2 separate regions of the Drosophila melanogaster genome follow, and region 1 is linked to region 2. Evidence: chromatin contacts called from public Hi-C data. All regions are on one chromosome and are shown on one strand. The core of a region is the stretch at or near the end of the contact, and the rest is flanking DNA. Distances in the headings are between cores, read along the strand shown. Region 1 holds the start of lncRNA:CR46041 (long non-coding RNA:CR46041). Region 2 holds the start of gukh (GUK-holder).

Region 1 (6,530 bases), core at 4,028-6,527, 74 kb before region 2:
ACTTTTTGGTCCACTGCACCAGCCGGAGGAGAGGCGGCTCATTCGCTTTGTCTGCGGCACGAACGGTTCGAACATTTTTGGTTAAATACACCACGTAGTTTGTGGAAACTGCACTGCCGCTTTTCATCTGCAGCGCTCATTAAGCGCTTCGAAAGCATTCTAAAATGGCATTTAATGGTTTAATTGTCCCGGCAAACACTCAATGGACACACACACTTGGGGAGTGGCCCTTTTGATGGCCTGTCGCTCGGGATGACAGGGCTGTGTGACAGAATGTTGTCTGTAAGGTACACGGTCTCGTTTTATGCAAATCAATTTGGCAAACGGACGTAAAGCCATCAACTTTATTGGTCACGCACAAATAATTAGGCAATTAAAGCAAGAAATACAGTGAGACCTCACTAGGTGGGAAACTTTCAGGAATCAAGATTTCAAAGAAATAGAAAAATACATGGAAGTCCCCTATATCATAGATAAAAGTATGAATTATTTAAAGAAATTGCTATTGATATGATAGATAAGATATGATATTGCAAATTTAATATATATTACATATATTATTTGGTTTTCTCACAAAATTAGTCTTGCCATTATAATCGATATATGTATGATGAACAGCAGCGATTTAAAAGAGAACTGCCTTACTGCAAATATATTTTTTCGAGTCCATCCGGCTGGGTGTGTCAGCATTATGAGGTGATTTTATTGCGGAAAGCATATAGGTATAAATATAACTTATAAGTATATTGAAAGCTTTTTGAGTGGCAGATAAGCAAATGAGCGAATGACATGAGAAGCTAGCCGAAAATAAAGTGACACCAAGCGGAAATCGAATTCTGAGCCGAGTTAAGAATCTGGGCAACCACCTCTTTTCCTTACCCTCTGCTTTTGATTTTGATTGCCACATTCTGCTGCCGGCGGAGACAACAAGCCAAACAACTCATGACTGCAGACCGCCGTGAATTGGACTTCGGCCGCTGGGCGTAAGCGAATATCTTGTAGCAAATGGCAACAGAAACTTCATAAATTTGTTAACACCGACGCAAAGGCAGCTAGCAGATAGAGAATGGAGGCCAGCTCACAGTCGAAATGAGCTAAAAGCGCAACAGGACAATAAAGAACGACTTGGGAATGACTTGGTTACGACTTGGTTGTTTGTACACATAAAAAGGTACTGCAGGTAATGGTAGCATGGTAGTTGTCGGCGTCGTGTGTGTCACCCACGCACACGTGTTCCCGGTCTCCAAGTGTCCCCCGTATCCTATCTATCTATCCAGCCATCCAGCCATCCATCCATCCGGCCTGTATCAGCTTACTCACCTACATATCTATATATATATATGTATGTATGTAGATTCCGCTCGAGCGAATTGCAAGGGACAAGGAAACTTAATTTGCTGCCATTAGCAAAGAGCCGAGAAATTCGCGCTCAAGGAATAGAAGTGTGTGGAAGTGCCACAGCCTGCTGTTTGTTTTCACTACGTATTTGCAGTGTGTTTGTTGGCATAAAAATAGAATAGAATACTAAAATTCAAGAAGAGTTGAACACTAGTTGCCATTGTCCACATAAAAACGAGTGTTGTTCGTGTGTACGTGTGTGTGCTTTGGCAGCAACTTGGGGCTATTTGTTTAAGTGAATTGTGAATAATGTTGTCTGGCGCCAAGTGGCAATCCCGGCTCAGACGCCCAACGACCAGCTCGAAACTGAGAAAAAGTCGCTCTTAAATCTAAAGTATAATCTTCAAATAAAGATACTAATGTTCTTTGTTATTTGGTTTCAAGTTTAGATGGCAACAGTTCTAGGTTATTTTAAAATATTTTAACCTTTTCACACGTCGTCTAGAATATTGTAAGATGATTTAAACGATGTCTAGCCTGGGGTTAATTTGCTAACTCAATTAAGTAATTTAATTTCTGCTTCTAGTGTAGATGTACAGGAATAGCACCTACATACCAAATGACATTTAACCCTTTTTGGTGGGCGTATGTACCTATTACCAACCCAACCCATCTGGAAAAGGCGAATTCAATTAACAATTTTAATTGTGATTGCAGACGACTTCTCTGGCGCGCAAACCACCGACCATCAAATTGCATTGGACCAAAAATTGCCAGCGCAGACAGTTAGACGGGTTTATTGATTTTTCATTTGGTCTGCACAAATCCATGAAAACCACTTTGCTTGTTGTCTCACTTGTTTCGATGCAATTATCCACCAGCTCTCGAACTATTTGCCTTGCACTCGCCAACAACTTTCCACGCGAACTTGACCCTGGAATTCGAACATGTGTTTTTGTACCTGGTTCAGTTTTTAGTTTAGTCGTGTCCTCACATTTTGCACTTGAATTGTCTGACTGGCAGAACGATTTATGGATCTGCTTCTACATATATGTATATATTTTCATGTTTCTGATTTTGGCAATGTTTATACTGATTTCTGTTTGCTGATTCCGATTTTGCAGGTCACACATCGTACAACCGGCCAGGTGATGGTGCTCAAGATGAATCAGTTGCGGGCCAATCGACCGAATATGCTGCGGGAGGTGCAGCTGTTGAATAAACTTTCGCATGCGAATATATTGAGGTAAGTCTATAATATTATATTTATATGGTCTATAATATGAAGTTTGTGGTCCAGCCAGCTTATCGTCTAAAAATACCCATTCTAATCGCGAGCAAGCCAAAGCATCTTATGGGTCAATGCCAAACTCGATGGTCTGACTCATTCACTGATTTTAATTGCAAACTTGACTGCGTTACTTATTTATGTATGAATGCTACTTGTTGTTGTCCACTCTGGATGATAATATGTATTTACACACACATATATTGACATATATACATATATACTACTCCCCCCTTAGCTTTTGATGATCATGTGGCCCGATTGTGTTTACGCATTCAGTTCGCACCTCGACGCGAATTGACCATTCATTTAAATGGATTACGTAAACAATTTAATGGGTTCATCGCGCGGGGTCTTTATTTTAAATTCTACGCAAATAATGCCCATGTTCTTCTCGGTCGGTTTCAATTCAGTTTTTGGCATATTTTACACATGATTTCTCAGCACTTAGGTTAGGGGCTGCTTCTGCTGGCATCATCAAAATAATACTGACCTATGCTAAAATGGAAATGATCATATATGTATGTATGTATGTATGTAGTATATGAGGGGTATGATTCACTTTCAGCCTGTCGTCGTAACTCTTGACATCTGTGCTTCTGGGGCCGCTCACTCCACTGACATCATTATGGATATTATTTTTACACACAAATGTATTTATGGCAGCATGAGTGCTTTCAAATTAATAATGTGCAAATATTTACTGTTTACCGCAATGAGATTGGTCTGTTATGGTTTCGCCGATTTGTTTATATTTTTCGACTGGCCATTTGCTATTTGGCATTTTGAAAGAGTACCCCCAGTTGGAGTTCAGAGCAGCGGGTTCAAGACCAAAATCGCACAACACATTTCCGATGCTCGCGCAAAGGTCAAGTTCAGGCTGCAGCAGAGTCTCTGCTGTGTAATTACCTTGGCAGTGACCAGGTGTGTTGGGTGGGTTTGGGGGGTTAGCAGAGTTTGGGGGGGGGACCCTCTCACGGGTCACAGAAAAAAAAAAAACAAACTGCTGATGTAATTGGCTGGCTGAGTGGCAGAGTCTGAAACAATATGGCAAAGGCTCATGACATTGTTGTCTGTCGGACCTGACTAGATTTAATTGCCAAGCTGCGTAGAGCTTACTCACTTCGCTGGCGTTTGTTTTTTGTTTCTGTTTTTTCGAATATATTTCTACTATTTTTTCAGTTTGTTTTTCATCCTCACGTGACTGCACGCAACAATGAGTGTCTGATGGCAGCGACTTCAATTGTATGCAATTCTCAGGGACTTTTTGCTGCTGCTGTTGCCGTTTTCTATTTTAGCGATTTTTTCCGCAAAATGCCAGACCAGACAGACCAATCCATTTTGCACCGCCCATCTTTTCCTGCTCGCCTCCATGAATATGCAATTTCTGGCTAAGACCTTTTTCTCTTTCTCTCTGTGTGTGTGTGTGTTGTGGACCCGCCCTTTCATTTACCACGTTAACACCCCGAAAATGGCAAGAGACATGTCTTCTATATTAGCTGCCATTCTTTTGTTTTTTAGGCATTCAAACTTTAAACTCGTATAATCCGAAAGATTAAACGTTAAGAAGGCAACGCGATTTGATCTGACCTCACTCGGGATTTTCCAAGAGTTAGTATTGGTAGAGCCCACCTGATTTTATGACATCTGTCATTAGCGACTGTTTCTGACACAGAGCTAAGTGAGAAACGTGCAACGAATCGCGGTCGGGGTATTAAATGCAACGGATTCTGTTGATTAAATGCCCTGGCTGGCCAACTTATTTCGCTGTGTGCGCCGGGCTCGTTGAGAGATGGATTTGGGTCAGCGGAACACAGCCAGTCTAAAGCGAATCCATGCAGCTGCCAACTTTTCTTTATTCGTCGGCACTAAATGAAAATTCTAAAAACTCTGGAATGCAGCTGTGGCGCCATCGGTCGACTGGATAGTGAAATTAAAATTCAGGCGCACGCATTTAATTCTTTGTTTTATGGATCCCCTGCAGCAAAGCTATTTATATATTTACACTGAGGCCAATTAATGCGACACTGCGAGAACAAGTAGTTGCAATCAAAAACAATATGTTGGAATTAACAGGATTTAAATATTTTTCATTTTTCAAACTTTATTTTACACCTTAAAGCTATTTAAGCACTTCAAATGAGATGCTTTATAATTATTTATAGCTTATTCTGTAAGCGCTGCATTTCAATCAATTTTAATATGTACTTTTATATATATTTAACAGCGTTATTATTTGTCTCAGTGTATGCATTTAGGTACTAGTACCTATGCCTGTTCCGCCCGATTGAATCCCGCTCATATCCGCGATCCTCGATCCGCGTTTGTGATTTTATCAGTGACGTGGATCGCTAAACACTCCGCTCCCAGGTCGTCCAAATGATCAACTGTACGAATGACTGACCGGGTTGACTGACAGTTAGTTAGTTAGTTAGTTAGTTAGTTAGGCGCTGCTCTTGTTGGCGGGCGCGTTTAATGATGCCTAACGATCGCGGCTGTCGGCTAACTGTCAAATTTTAACAGCTACACCGCTGGGCGTCCATGCGGGCCGCCTCCCATGGCGGCCTTCTACGATCCGATCCGATCCGATCCGGCTAATGAAGCCTATTGATTGGCTGCCAGAACTAGCTGTACCGTTGCATCCTCCGACTATCAGTGTAATGCCGATGCAGTCGAGCGTCAATAGAACTAATCTTTTGGGTAATTGAAACCGCCTTTCTAGCCGGCAGCACGCCATGTACTACAGCAATGCATCGAATAGTATGCACACCCACGCCCGAATCGCTGACTTATTGGCCACAAAACTGAAACTGAAACTGAAACTCTCACAACACACTCGACTGAGGATAGTTAGTTGAGTGGTTGCCGTTGGCGGCGTGTATTTTTTATGGGCTTATCACGCGGCCGCCGTAATGCGGAATGTCGCACAATGAGAACGAACAGCCAGCGAGTCGGGCAATTGCGAATGGCATTCCCCGCCCAGCCTTTGGCACGCCTCCCCTCTCTATTGGCCCACTGGAGCAACGGCACCCAGCCACCCACATGGCATGGCTTGTAGCTGTCGCCGCTCCCAAGCTGCCACCAACTTGACAGATAGTTTGCTCCATACTCTGCTCCCCAGCAGCAACACTAATGCACTGCGAAAATGTGGCTAATTGTAGTAGTAGTATTTGTTTCTAGGGGCTGGTCTCCAAAATTATACATGAATTCAAATGGTCATTCAAATAGAAAATGTAATTAACGTGATAGTTTACTTATCATCGGTAGTATGCATCGACACGCATGCATCTACGCATTATTATTTCATAAATTAAATGCACACATAACCTTGATATCTTTTTCTTATTAAGCAATAATATACTATTCATATTATTGGATACCTTATATCTCCTTATATCTCCTTATATTTAATACGTAATTCTTGATAGCGCAGCATACCCATCGTTTGACTCACAAATCCCATTGCAAGTTGACTTACATTATTGAGTGGCTCTCTCTGAATGTAAACACAGCGATGACGCTGATGGCGCCGGGTGCTCTACACTTTGTTTTGCCCCCTTTTTTTTATGGTATATACATACATACATTTATATATCAACTGGTGAAACAACAACTACTCCACTTGTAACAACCGAGCAGGGGGGGAATGGTAAACAAGCTGCCGCTTTGGCTCACAGCCATTTAAACGCTCATTTAACGCGACTCAGACCGCGCAAAGACATGTGACAGTTCTTAGCCCGGATCATTACGGGCCACAAACAATGGTGGAAATTCCGCTGGAGCTGCTGTTTCAGCTTTTGCTTTGGCGGCACTTGATCTTTGCGCCTGGCTGCGATGCTAAGCAGGTGATAAGTTGTCGGGCAAATGTTGACAAATTGTTGGCATGCGAATGCAAATGCGCGCG
Region 2 (6,111 bases), core at 3,220-5,719:
CTGGCTGGACTGGTTGTGTGGTTGGTTTACATTTCGGTTTTGCGCTTTAAGTGAGAGAAAAATGTTGGGAAAATAAACAAGAGGAGCCCAGTCAGAATTTCAGACGCAGCGATGGCAAAACCAACCGCAGTTGAGTGGATTGAATTGGCCCCAAAATGGGGAGAAAAAAAGGGGAGCCCCGGGCAAAGTTTGACTGCAACAATCAAATGCTCATCAGCGCACTTGAAAAATAATGCGTGGCTGGCTAAGACAAAAACGAAGTACATTCTCGCGGGCAGACAAAGACATATAGACCTATAGATACTGTATCTCTGGATACCAGCAGCTTGTATCTTTCATTCTTTCATTTTTTTTTCGGACTGTGTAGTCGAGGCATTTTCATAGCTGGCTGTATTTTTCGTTGGCTTGTTTGTTTAGTTTTTGAGGCACACTCACACCCATATACACACGCAATGCTGCAGGTGGGAACAGGTTTTTCGGTTTCGGCTTTTCGTGTATCTCTCGGATGCGGGCCGTATCTTTTTGGCCTCGCGTTATTTATGCCCCACTGTGGCTGTAATTACAAATGCTCGTTTCCTGCTGAAGACAATCTGGCCATGTGTGCGCCTGTGTGACTGGGCATCTATGTAGTATCTTAGTATCTCAGTTTCGTCCGGGATGCCCACGCACATGTGTCCTCCGTCCGGGATCAAGTTTCCAGTGACCACTGAGCCGACTGGAGTGTCCGAAGTGGGCAAGTGCGTAAGTGGACAGCGGCATTTGCGCTCTTCAAAGGGCCTCCTTTTTACGAAAAGCGCCTGCTGGGCCCGAACAATTCGCCGGTTGTCCATGCCGCTCACGTACTTCCAACTATATTTTATTTCGTTTCCCCTGCAACATGTTGTGGCCCGGCAATATGGCCGATTGATTGGCAGATATAGTTAGTAGTTCATTGGCGGTAGTTGGCCATGGTTACTACCCGTAGGCCCGCAGCAGTAACAGCCGGAGAACGAATGGGAATTACCCTCGGCAAATGCTTCGCACGCTTGGCTGCACTAGCCCAAAAAAAGAGGCACTTTTCCGAGTGGTGGTTAGCTCGGCAGTCGCCGCAAATGGCGCGATGTAATGGCATTTCTAATATGAGCACATTAATGGCTGCGGGACAAAGGAACAGGTGAGGGGAATCGAAGTGGAGTGGCGTGGAGTGTCCACTCCTTCCGAGGCAATTGCAAATTTCAAAATTAACAACCCACAGTTAAGGTGAAATTAATAGCTGTGCCAGGGTTTCTTTGTTACCTCAATAATAACTACGCATATGGTTTTTATTATGCCAGTTGAGTTGGGTTTTTTGAAACATTATAACAATCGAAAAGTTTTACTTGCTTGTGTCACATTTTTAGATAAATTTAATGATACCATTTAAGTATTAGAAGCAATTTTATGTGCTCGCCCGTTTTGAAGGCTATCTATCACCTGGGCGCATATTTTTAGATAACCATGACATGTAAAATAAAATAATTGAACACAAGTCTAAGAAGAAAAGTGTCTATCCTTGATAATTTATTTTTAAAATGTTGTTTGCGAAATACTCAAAGAGCAATTGTATTTAACAACAATAGACAAAGGGAAAGAGACGCCTAACTACAGAATATATACATATGTATTTATTATTAAACTATACTTTAAGAATATTGATAACTATATTAGTGCCATTATCATAATACAAAATTTTTAAGGTCATATAAAAATCCACATACATTGTGGATTATGTTTCCAATTTTTGTGGAGATTCGCAGTACTTAATGAGCCTAAAACTATTATTATTGCTATTTTTGTGCCCTCAGCTGTACGCGCATATGTAGAAGACCGAGTGTGGTGCTCTTGTTTTTCCTGGGCTTCATACCTGAGCAATTAGTGCGACGTTTTCGATTGCGCATGCAGTAGCCCAAAGAGCAGCAGCTGCTGTTTTCGTGTTATTTTTTCTGGGTTTTTGCTCTCCTCGGGCAGCTGACAAGGAGCCAAAAGCCAGCGGCAGAGGGGCTGGCGTAAACAAAGTGAGCTCTTGCAAAATGACAGCTGACAATGGGATCGTACGCCACGTCGAGCTCCGCGCACAGCCCAAGTCTGCAGCCAAGTGCACAATAATAATGGCAACAAAACAATATCAAGTCGGAGTGAAAAAGCTGCAGTCAGCGTCGTCGCCAGTCTGCCGTTGAGATTTCATAAAGTTATTGAACGTTTTTCAAGCGAAAAACAAAATTCGGATTGCAAGCAGAAAACAAAAATGTAAAGGCGATAAAGTGCCGAGCGAAGCAAAGTGCTAAAATGCGGATAGACGAGAAAATATATTCGGATTTGGGCATATCACGAAGTTTGACAGCCACTGCGGATAACCTGTTGCTGTTGCAACTAGAACAACAGCAACAACAACTGCAGCACTTGCCACATAAATGGCCATTCGTGTTGGGAAGGTATTTAACACAAGGTCGCGAAAACAATGAGCCAAACGACTTTAGACCGCTTATCTAAGTGCTCGTAGCTCGTTGGTAATTGTAGAAGCCTCTGCTGGACGCGGGCAAGAAGCTAATTGCATGAACACAGGCCACCCAGCCCCACCCAGTCCCACCCACCCACTCACACTCTGCATGATGGAATAATGGCAGGATGGGCAAAGGGGCAATCGGGCGATCGGAGTGGAGCCCCAAACAGCGGAGGCGACAAAGTAAACAAGGTGTTAATTTCCACTGGTTCGGTATTCCCTCGGTTTCTTTTCACCGAGATGCTCAGAAAAAGGGTATTCCCAGGGTATGGCGATTTCAGGAGGAGTTTAATATACATGTGTATATATTATGATTATATTTTAGTATTGCTTGCAATCAAATTAAATAGTAAGTCCAGCGCTAGTAAATATCATTTAAATTCTTAGAACACAATAAATATGTTTATTAATTTTAACTTTTTCAAAAACAGAAAAGGAAACAATAAAATCAATTGTTTTAGAAAATATTAAAATATTAATCTAATATGTTAATATGCGTCTGTTTCTAATTAGCCCCAGTGAAAAAACTTTGCTATAGGGTATAGCGAGACCTGCTCCCCAATTCCCCCACTGACTTATTTTTGCTTCTCCTCCCTTTTGCGCCTTTGCAAATTGAATTCCCCGCGTGTTGCGAAAGCAGATAAGATTGGAGCACGTTCTCCGCCAAACACAGCCACCCACACAGAAGCTACTCCACGCATACAAAGCGGCAGATGACGGGCGATAAGCTGTCCGTGATAACGCACTTGACTTTGAGCGCGAATCGTGTGAGGAATACACACACACACATTGGGGGAGCTCCCACTTATGTAGATCCTAGCTAGAATTGAATAGGGCATAAGATGAATGGGTCTACTTACGAACTGTGACCGTTTTCGGATCGTAGGCACAGACGCGTCGCTCCACGGCGGCAATCTTCCGCTGCACACGACCCGCCCGCTCGCCCACCGCCTGCAGATCCCGCTGCAGGTCGTCGAAGATATCGCTGGCTATGAGGACCAAGCTGGCCAGCTGCCGCAGGGCGTTGCTCAGCGTTATGTTGCTGATCGAGTCGAACTCGTGGCCGGAGACCACCTTGGAGGAGCCGGCAGTGGGCGACTGCGGTGCACTGGCGATCCTTCCAAGCGCCGGCCTCTGCTGGCTGGGATGCCGCGAATTGGGCAGGGATTGCGACTGATGGCGAGTGGGCGAGGTGGACAGGAACTCGACGTGGTGCTTTAGCTTCTTCATGGGCGCCGGAGCGGGCGGTACGGGTTGATCCTCCGGCGCCTGGTGAACCAGAACCCTGGTAAGGGATGTGGGTGATCCGTGGCCATTGGGGACCTCTACATCCGGCGACTGCTTGTTAATGCAGTTGTTGTTCCGGCACTTGCCCGGCGTGCAGTGGAATCGTCCGGATGCGTGGCCCAAACTGGCCGCCGTGGCCTGGGCCACATTGACGGGCTGCACCACGCGCTGGACGAAGGGCATCTCTCGCTGGCTCTCGCACTCTTGATCTCTCTGGCGGCCACTAGCTGCTCCAACTCATTCGCTCCGCTTCGAAGGCACCGGCCAACATAAAATAAAAGGTAATCCAAGTAATCCCGACACACACACACACACACGAGCACACGGGCACCGAAAACTGGTCGGACAACTTCTGGACTTGAATCCTCCGCAGTCGCAGCCTCCTAGCTATTGTCTACTACTTTCGGCCAAATTCCTTGGCCTTTTCACACGCACTCACAAACTAGTTTAAATCAACTGGTTTATTGCTGCCCCCCAAATTTTTGTGGCTAGTTCTCAGCCTTGCATAATTAGCGCGCCGCACTCGAATTGCCCGTGGTTGTGGCGATTTTAATGGCCCGGCCACCGTTACGCGTCGTTCGAAAGGTGTGTTAGCCGGCAAAATTACAAAAACCGACCGTCCGCGCTGACGTCTTCGTATTTCGCCGGTTTCAAAATAACTGCCAGTGTGCCCAATACATGGCAAGGGCAGTGAAGTCGCAGATAAATCATCTGCCCGTGTGACCGTTCGTCCAAGCTGCTTGAGTATGTCACCGACTAGGGTTCAAAACTCTGCTTAGCTTAGTCAGGACACACTGCACACACTAACAGTGTGTTACCTGCTGTAACACTTAACAGTGCACAGTGGGCATTCAACACAAAACATTAATATATAATGCATGATTTATATTTATTTTTATGTTGTATCTGTTTGAATATATAAATAAATATAAAATGCAAGCTGACAAACCCAAATCAAATATCTCCATGAGTTTCAAGCTGAATGTTGCTGTTAAACATATCGATATACACAGCGGCAGAGTTGCCAGACAGCAGCATGTCTCAGTAGCTTATCACCCTTGTCGAAATACGGTCATACGACTGCGAAAAATAATAAATAAAACTACAGTGAACCGAATTTCCTTAGCTAAGATAAATAAATTAGTGCAATGCCAAAGTACTATTGCGACTACTGCGACACCTACTTGACCCACGACTCGCCCTCGGTGCGGAAAACCCACTGCACCGGCCGCAAGCATCGCGACAATGTAAAGTTCTACTACCAAAAGTGGATGGAGGAACAGGCGCAGCATTTGATTGACGCCACTACCGCCGCCTTCAAAGCGGGCAAGATCACGAACAATCCGTTTGCCGGCGGGCCAGGAGGAGCGCCTCCCAAGCCGGCGGGCGTGTCCATTCCGCCGCCCAACATGGGGGCTCCTCCGCGTCCGGGAATGCCTGGAATGCCCTATATGCCTCCACTGATGAACCCCATGATGGGCATGCGTCCGCCACCGATTATGAATCCCATGGCCATGATGGGACCACCGCCTCCACTGGGCACTATACCCGGCGTCCGTCCAGGAATCATGAACGGACCCAAGTGAACGCCCTCAGGAACGGCATCAACGTTCACAGCACAGATGGAGTGCTCTCCTTGCGATGTCCTAATTAAGCTGTAGCATTTAAGTAAGCCCGATAGCGAAAACAATTAATTATATACATTTATATAAAGCAAGTTGACTCAACAAATGGTTGTCTTTGTGGGTGGAAGTCAATAGAGAAATAAAGTATATATATTTAGGTCAGTAATGAGAAGCGCATGCAGTCACATTAGAGTTCAGCAGGCATAAGATCACGCCGCTTTTACGGTGCACACATTATTATGACTTTAAAAAACCCCGCTTCAGAAAAAGATAACAAAAATCAATGCTAGAGAAGGCATTTAATGATTTCATTGTCCAACACAATATAGTTAAAATGCAAGTGAACTGAAATGCTAACACAAAAATAGTAGGTGCCTTGCCTTTAACATAAACATTCACAGTTTTTATTACAATATTTTGAGCTTACATACTAGTTGCTGTGAAGAGAATATAATGTGGATTATAATTGTTAATATACGAATGTGTTAATCATTGGCTCGAAGTGTAAGTTTCTGCCTTTGTCCCGCGAATCGGCTCGTCTAGGCCTCTTATAATATTATTTTAAACGTCTGTACTACACACAATTAGGTACTAATGGGATAATGGTTATCTGGCGACCCTCTGGCGCTTGCTGGGCGACACCAGAACCGGCGAGGGCTGTTGGTTACTTGAGATGGCGTC

Evidence for each region. Hi-C and Micro-C count contacts between places; a contact is called where the count stands out from the background.
Region 1: a contact with region 2 is called in a Hi-C map of the Kc167 cell line, with 2.2 times the contacts expected there. A contact is called at or near these places in 4 of 107 Hi-C or Micro-C datasets (the Clone 8 cell line, the Kc167 cell line and the OSC cell line).

Annotation. Positions count from the first base shown.
Region 1 is chr3R:19,056,767-19,063,296 of dm6, reverse strand. lncRNA:CR46041 (long non-coding RNA:CR46041) reads right to left here and starts at 5,277. Exons shown (of 1, transcript NR_133418.1): 1 at 4,778-5,277. cdi (center divider) reads left to right here. Exons shown (of 9, transcript NM_001260262.2): 3 at 2,463-2,584.
Region 2 is chr3R:18,982,383-18,988,493 of dm6, reverse strand. It overlaps gukh (GUK-holder), which reads right to left and starts at 4,469. Exons shown (of 5, transcript NM_169846.2): 1 at 3,379-4,469. The coding sequence starts at 3,988. It overlaps snRNP-U1-C (small ribonucleoprotein particle U1 subunit C), which reads left to right and starts at 4,844. Exons shown (of 1, transcript NM_142510.3): 1 at 4,844-5,530. The coding sequence starts at 4,954. The coding sequence ends at 5,391. dnk (deoxyribonucleoside kinase) reads right to left here. Exons shown (of 4, transcript NM_001275793.1): 4 at 5,745-6,111. The coding sequence ends at 6,037.